2 separate regions of the Mus musculus genome follow, and region 2 is linked to region 1. Evidence: chromatin contacts called from public HiChIP or PLAC-seq data. All regions are on one chromosome and are shown on one strand. Each heading gives the region's core, a stretch centred on a gene start, on an enhancer-like site or on the middle of the called end of the contact. The rest is flanking DNA. Distances are from core to core; before and after follow the strand shown. Region 1 has its middle 22 kb from the start of Gm41964. Region 2 overlaps Gm41964 (a long non-coding RNA gene).

Region 1 (3,500 bases), core at 302-2,801:
CATCCTCATTGCCAGCCTACACAGCTTCTCTCCATACCCAAGCATACAAAGCACTGCGTGAGAGAAATGTCCGTAAGCAACGTGCTTTGTCACCCAGTTTGGAAGATGAGGGTAACATAATGCAGGTGAGTCAGAAAAAAAACTGGGTTCAGATTCTGAAGTTACCCTATTTCTCAAACTGGGCAACCTTAAACAAGCTATTTAAAATTGCCCAACATTTCACCTGCTCATCTGTAGTTCAATCTCATGAAGTTCAGTATAAATCACCCCAGTCAATATTTATGAAATTGTATTTAGACTGAGCTGGGGAGAACAAAAGATACAGAACTAATAACAGCCAGCTGGTCTTGGCAGAGTGGAGGGAGTCACAGAACTCATGCAAGCAGGCTTCAGACTGCCTAGAACATATGCCCAAGCCTCAAAAGGCAAGCTGTTTGCGTTGTGAGATTCTCCAGAGCCCAGGATAGTTTGGCTACAAACACCCAGTGTGCCACGAGACACGAGAAGGGAGAAGTCACGTGGCCCTTTCTCCACCCCCAGGAGAGAAGATTGTTCTTCAGCTGCAGATGTCCCCAAACAGCTCAGGGAACTAAACAAGAGAGCTCAGGGGGAAAAACGTGCCAGGAGCTTTTGCCAAATTTGGAAGAGCTCAGACCTGGATCCTGCCTCTAGAAACCACAGCACACCTCCCTTTTGGGTAAAAGAAAGGAAGACAGGCAGGCAGAAAAGGGAGGGAGGGAGGGGAGAGAGAGAAAAAGAGAGACAGACAGACAGACAGACAGGACACTTGAGGCCCTTATAGATATACAAGACCATCTCCCAGAGAAACTGGAATGCGTCATACCGTCTTTTTCTCTAACTGGGAGAAGCTAGGAAAGGTTGAAAAAGTCAAATGCCCCTCTGTGGATCTCCCCCATTTCCTGGCCACTGACACTTGATAGTAATTGCAACATCAGCACAACCAAACACCGAGCAACAGACCCAAAAAGACCAAAAACGTATTCTTGGGTTGTAAAGAAAAGACACAGTGATCCATGGATCTTCAAAGGCAATCCACAGAAACGCAGTATGCTTGTGGTGCTAAAATTTAATGGAGGGGGGAGGAAGTTGGCAACAGTTGAGGAAAAATGATCTCTACCAAGGCTAAAGGATATGGTACTGACATTTTTTTCCAACAAGAAAAACTATCTGCCTGTCCAGCCTGGTGAAGGAACATGTAAATAAAAGGGGAGCTAGTTCCTCTTCCTAACAAGACAGTAAAAGAGAGTCATCACCCAGTATACTGTGGAAGAATATCTCCTGTCTAGTATTCCTCACGTCAAGCTCCCCAAGCTAGGGAAGGTTTCAACAGTTGACGGCTAAGGTAGCAGAGCCTATTAGAGACAAGCAGAGATGCCCATTGCACATTTGCTGAACAGGTGAGGAAAGACATGAAAAGACAGAGATGAAGCCAGGCCTCACTAAAATTGTGCTGTGGAGACGGTCACACTACAGGCTGCTGCAGGGAGCAGGCCACAGCTCGGTCTCGCCAGTCCGGAAACTAACCCAGACCCAGGCAGACTGAGAATGCTCTCAGAGGAAGTGCTGTTTATCATCGTATGATCTAAAAGAGGAGAAGTTAGACAGCCAAAAAAGCAGAAGTCAAGTTCCGTGTGAACTATACGAATTGCAGAGGGAAAGGACTGCAAACTCGTCTGCAGAGATGTGTTAACTAGCTAAAAGAAAGACTACAGTAAAACTTGTAAATCACTGTAAAATGTTAAGTTCTCTTTTGAAACACTCAGAGATTAGAATAATTTTGGATACAGTCAAATAGCAGTTCAGTTCTCAACTGACTGTCACTCCCTAATGGACCCTGAGACTGAAACTCAATACCCTTTATATGTATATATTCTGTTACTCATCTCAAGAAACATTAGAAGACAAACAGTTATAACTACAGCTGTGCACCTGACAGAGCTACAGTTTCCAACAAAAAGAAAGTAATGCTCCTGAGAGGCTCTGCCAGTGCCTGACAAATACAGAGTTGGATGCTGACAGCCAACCATTGGACTGAGCACAGGGTTCCCAATGAAGGAGTTAGAGAACGTACCCAAGGAGCTGAAGGGGTTTGCAACCCTCCCAGAGGAACTAAAATATGAACTAACCAGTATCCCCAGAGCTCCTTGGGACTAAACCACCAACCAAAGGGACTCATGGCTCTAGCTGCATATGTAGCAGAGGATGGCCTAGTTGATCATCAATGGGAAGAGAGGCCCTTGGTCCTGTGAAGGTTCTATGCCCCAGTAAAGGGGAATGCCAGGGCCAGGAAGAGGGAGTGGGTGGGGCGGGTTGGTGAGCAGGGGAAGGGGGAGGTGTTAGGAGATTTTCCGAGGAAAGGGGATAACATTTGAAATGTAAATAAACAAATCTAATAAAAACTCATAAAAAAGAAAGAAAGTAATGGATTTGTGTTTGGAAAAAAACACTGAAAGATTTTTTATAATGTTCTATACAGCATTCCTTTGACTTGACAAATCAATCGAGTTGTTTATGGGTTTTTAGACTTTTGTTAAATTAAATCTTGTTGTTTTTAACATTTATCCTCTTTTCACACAAAAGAGAAAAAACATAGTTCCTACATGATATCCAGAAGAGTATACAGTCTCAGGAGATTATAATCTTAATGAGAAAAATACCCAACATGTGACCATGTCTTAATAAACCAGTGAACACTTTCACTTGAAACTGAAAAGTTACTTTGCTACATATAAACCCACTCTGTGTACTAGGATTTAATATAAAAAGTAAAATGGACAGGATTTTATGCCTTATCTTGCCACAGTAAAACATAAAGTATGTTCTTCTGTAATCAGAGAAACCCACTGAACTATAAATAAAGGTTTGGTTTGAGGTACTATAGGTAAATTCACAAATCTCACCTGGAGAAGCAATTACATTATGTGAAAGTAGTTACCCTTTCTTTTTTAGCTAATCATATTGTCCAAAGAGAATCACATTAACTGAAATACTAAGTCAATCTCTATAAAGAAATGAGATTTTCAAAGCACATCTGGTAAATGGATTACTTCTTTTTTTTTTTATTTCAATCACTGAGTACAAAGAATTGCCACTTATTTCAAAAGAATAGAACTATTCATCCAGTGGGAAGAAATTCAATAAGTATTAAGTGATGCGCAAAATACAAGGTTAAGACAAAGCTAAGCAAATTTTCTTTCCATGAGTAATAAAATAAAAGTAAAAGAAAGGACATTGGGTTAAGAGATCTTGCTGGCAGAGATTTAATTGGCTGATCTGACATTTCTTTAAAGATTGCTTTTGAAGTCTTTACAAAACAAACAAACAAAACAATTCAAAAAAACCTCTATGCTAGGAAGTGAGCTAAAAAAGCTTATTGGTGTTACTTTGGTGATGGTGTAGTGACCTCATAGTATTGAAAGTAAGACCACCCAAAGGTCAACACAGTGTACATGCTTTAAAAGCAAAGTTGAAATAAAAAT
Region 2 (3,586 bases), core at 491-2,990, 72 kb before region 1:
AGTCTTAAGCTTCAGAATGTAATCTCAGGTAATCAACAGTGACAGCATTTTGAGACAGTACCATTGAGCACTGTTGAAAACACTACATTTCCAGGAGCTTAGTGTAGTCTGGCAACGGCAAGATAACAAGCTTTGGTTCGGAAACGGAGTGGTATTATTTTTCCTGTTGATGAGGAAGCTTGAGATATTGATCGTCATTTGGCACAGGGCCTCCTGGAGGATAGCTCTCATAGAAGTCGACATTAATCATTGGAACATAAATGTCAGGGCTGCAAGTACTACTTCTTTCAAATGTTTTCAATTTGTGTCAGGTTCCAGAGACACACAAATTCTGTAAAGTTTGTTTAAAAGTACAACTAAAGGCATCAAGATTTTAAGGGCAATATAATTTAACCATGTAATCACTTTAGAAATAATTTTGATCATGACTCATGTGAAGGAAGTCATGGTTTAGTTTAAAAAAGAAAAAGAAAAAAAAAAAGCTTGTGAATATCCCACAGTATCAAACAATACTAATTGCTAAGCAGCTCTTTGGACTGATGTGTTTATCTTAATGTCACTGAGCAGTTAGTTCATGACTCTGTATGTGGGATTCCAGGATGCGTCTAAATTTGATCGTGACTGAATGGACTATTGTTTTTATCCAGTCAAGCATGGCTGTTGTTAGGTTTGACAGCTGCATGTTTCAGTTCATTGTGTGTGTGGGGGGGGGGGGGGGCGCGGGGGGGGGAGTGGCGGACCAAACCCCAAATTTTCCAGAGAAGAGGAGCTATGCTAATAGAGCATGACTGATCTAGTTTTTCTCCCTCAATGAAGAATTTGGTGATCATAGAGAAGTATTTGTTCAGGGTTGGGGATTTATCTCAGTGTTAGAATGCTTGCCTAGCAAGCACAAGATCCTGGGTTCGGTCCTCAGTTGCCGAAAGAGAGAGAGAGAGAGAGAGAGAGAGAGAGAGAGAGAGAGAGATCTGTTAATCTTCCATCAGATGTATGCTTTGCAACATAGTTCTGTCATCTATAGTTTCCTCATCTAAACAAACATTTTCAGTTTTTATGAACTCTAAAAATTACCTAGATTTCATCTTATGAATTTTGCTTTTGATGTTAAGCCAATAAACACCTTGTCCAGCCCTAGGTCCCAAGAATTTTCTCAAATGTTGATATTAAAGTTTTACCTAAAAATTAGTTCCTTACATTTAATAAGATGAGCTGTTTGTATTAATTTTTACCTAAAGTGTGAAATGGATTTGTTTTGTTCTTATTATGATTGTTGTATTTCCTATAACTGTTTAGTTATCTAGACAACATTTCTCTTTAAAGTCTTTCCTTACCTTCTATTTTCCCCAGAAGCAAGGCAGCACTCAGAACAGCAGCCCCTAGTGAACAAGAAAGTAGTTAAAGGAGGAAAAATAGTTACAATTGGATGTTGTAAAAGAGATGCAGATACAAACCAGCAAGCTGGAAGAGATAGAATTGGCCGGGAAGATGCTCAAGAAGGAGTATGAAAGAAGCAAGATGTGTTTTTCTATGCTAACAAATGCCAGATCTGAGGGCTTGGAGACACGACCTTGCACTTGAACTGTTGAGTCTAGACTTCGGAGTAAAACAGAAAAGTGAGTTAAGCAATCACGTAGAAGAAACGACTAATCAGATGCCTGCTATTTTTAAACATGTGGGAGAGATTTAGACCAGGTCACTGGGAAAGGGTTTACTTCCTCTTTTAACTTATAGTCCATCATCCAGGGTAATCAGGGCAGGGCATTGGAGTCAAGAACTGCTAGAGACGCCATGGAGGAACTTTATTTAATGGCTTGCTCCTCATGGCTTGCTCAGGCTGCTTATATCACTCAGGACCTCCAGCCCAGGGGTACACCACCCACAGTGAGCTGAGACCTCTCACTTTGATCATTAATCAAGAAAATGCCAGCCTGGTGTGGTGGCGCACGGCTTTAATCCCAGCACTTGGGAGGCAGAGGCAGGTGGATTTCTGAGTTTGAGGCCAGCCTGGTCTACAAAGTGAGTTCCAGGATAGCCAGGGTTACACAGAGAAACCCTGTCTTGAAAAACCAAAAAGAAAAGGGAAAGGAAAGGAAAGGAAAGGAAAGGAAAGGAAAGGAAAGGAAAGGAAAGGAAAGGAAAGGAAAGGAAAGGAAAGGAAAGGAAAGGAAAGGAAAGGCCCAAACGCTTTCCCACAGACCAACCTAGTGGGGATACCTTCTCAGTTGAGGGTCTCTCTTCCCAAATGACTCTAGCTTGGGTCAAGTTGACATAAAACTAGCCAGCACAAAACTGTTCAAATGAATCCATAGAGGAAGGTCAACAGTCTGAAGCTGGAAGGCAGGATGCTCACCAGGTAATGGAAACAGTCTGGGTTCAAGCTTTTGAAACAGTAAAGACAATGGTTACAGAACAAGTATTATAAGAAAGGATCCCCATAACTCATAACCCAGATGTAAAACACAAATTTCAAGAAGAAACTATCCAAGTAAAAGATTCTTAGGGAAAAGCCAGAGTCTCACCCTCCTCATGAACAGGGTCAGCTGCTACTTCCTGCAGGGGTGCTGGCTATACTAGGAACATGGCAGCCTAGCCAAAAATAAGTTTGCTAAGTACCCTTCAGTGATACTACAAAACAAGTTCCCATCATGCAAGAATCAGGCCTGAGGATCTCCAGTCCTTGTCACAGCAGATGGGGAAGCAATATCCTCCCAGCCCATACTAAGACTCAAGTTCAAGATCTGAACCAACGCGTTCAGATTGGGCTATTCTACTTACATTAGATGTCAGGATGCTCTAAGACTATCCTTAAAATCAAAGGGAAAGCAAAGCAGGCAGAAATGGCTTAAAGAAACCAACTGCTTGGAGAAAAGATGAGGTGCTCTGGAAATTTTGCTCATTCTCCATACTAACTATATCATTTCGCTTTTGTAATGCTTCTTTTTCTAAATGAAAAGAGAGAAAGAAAGAAAGAAAGAAAGAAAGAAAGAAAGAAAGAAGGAAGGAAGGAAGGAAGGAAGGAAGGAAGGAAGGAAGGAAGGAAGGAAGGAAGGGATGGTTTTTCCAAAACTAATTGCAGAAAATTGTCTTTTAAATTCAGTGACTAGTAAGAGGGATAAACAGAAAGAGAGAGAGAGAGAGAGAGAGAGAGAGAGAGAGAGAGAGAGAGAGAGAGAACACATCATTTGCTGAACAGATATACATTGGAGGAAACTCTGAAAGCAAATCAGATTAAAAGGAGTGCATTTAGCACTTAGGAGCTATGGTAAGAATCATAGTGGACCTCCGGTTAGAAATCATACAAATAGAAAGCAAAATGAAGTAGTTAATACATTGAAAGAATTAGAAAACCATTCACACAGCTGTCTATATCCAGTAAAAATCATTCTTCCTACCTGAAAACAAAATAAAAACCTTATCCTACAGGTAAAGCATGGAGAGAATTTACCTCTAAAGAGTCCTAGTGGGCATGAAATGTTAACATACTCTTTTCAGAGAGAAAGTGAATGAGATGAACCCAAAGCTTGGGGCTCAGAAATGATCACAGAAGAAGAACCAATGAAAATATGGTAAAGCCGTGTATTGTTCT

The links. HiChIP or PLAC-seq counts read pairs in DNA pulled down with a chosen protein or histone mark.
Region 2: a contact with region 1 is called in an H3K27ac HiChIP or PLAC-seq map of microglia, with 5 times the contacts expected there. The contact joins two enhancer-like sites. A contact is called at or near these places in 48 of 484 Hi-C or Micro-C datasets (the C10 cell line, CD4 T cells, CD8 T cells and 33 more) and 5 of 115 datasets of contacts at active chromatin or transcription factors (the HPC-7 cell line, bone marrow-derived macrophages, double positive thymocytes and 2 more).

The regions. Positions count from the first base shown.
Region 1 is chr1:143,914,807-143,918,306 of GRCm38.p6, reverse strand. No RefSeq gene overlaps it. Among named protein-coding and RNA genes, the nearest start is that of Gm41964, 22 kb to the left of the region's middle. Within about 2 kb of position 1,551, at least 169 of the 459 cell types and tissues checked have an H3K27ac peak or open chromatin away from gene starts, as enhancers often do. A contact at or near this core is called in bone marrow-derived macrophages and microglia, where this site is marked.
Region 2 is chr1:143,987,030-143,990,615 of GRCm38.p6, reverse strand. It overlaps Gm41964 (a long non-coding RNA gene), which reads right to left. Exons shown (of 4, transcript XR_878589.2): 3 at 1,332-1,376. Among named protein-coding and RNA genes, the nearest start is that of Rgs2, 15 kb to the left of the region's middle. Within about 2 kb of position 1,740, at least 24 of the 459 cell types and tissues checked have an H3K27ac peak or open chromatin away from gene starts, as enhancers often do. A contact at or near this core is called in bone marrow-derived macrophages and microglia, where this site is marked.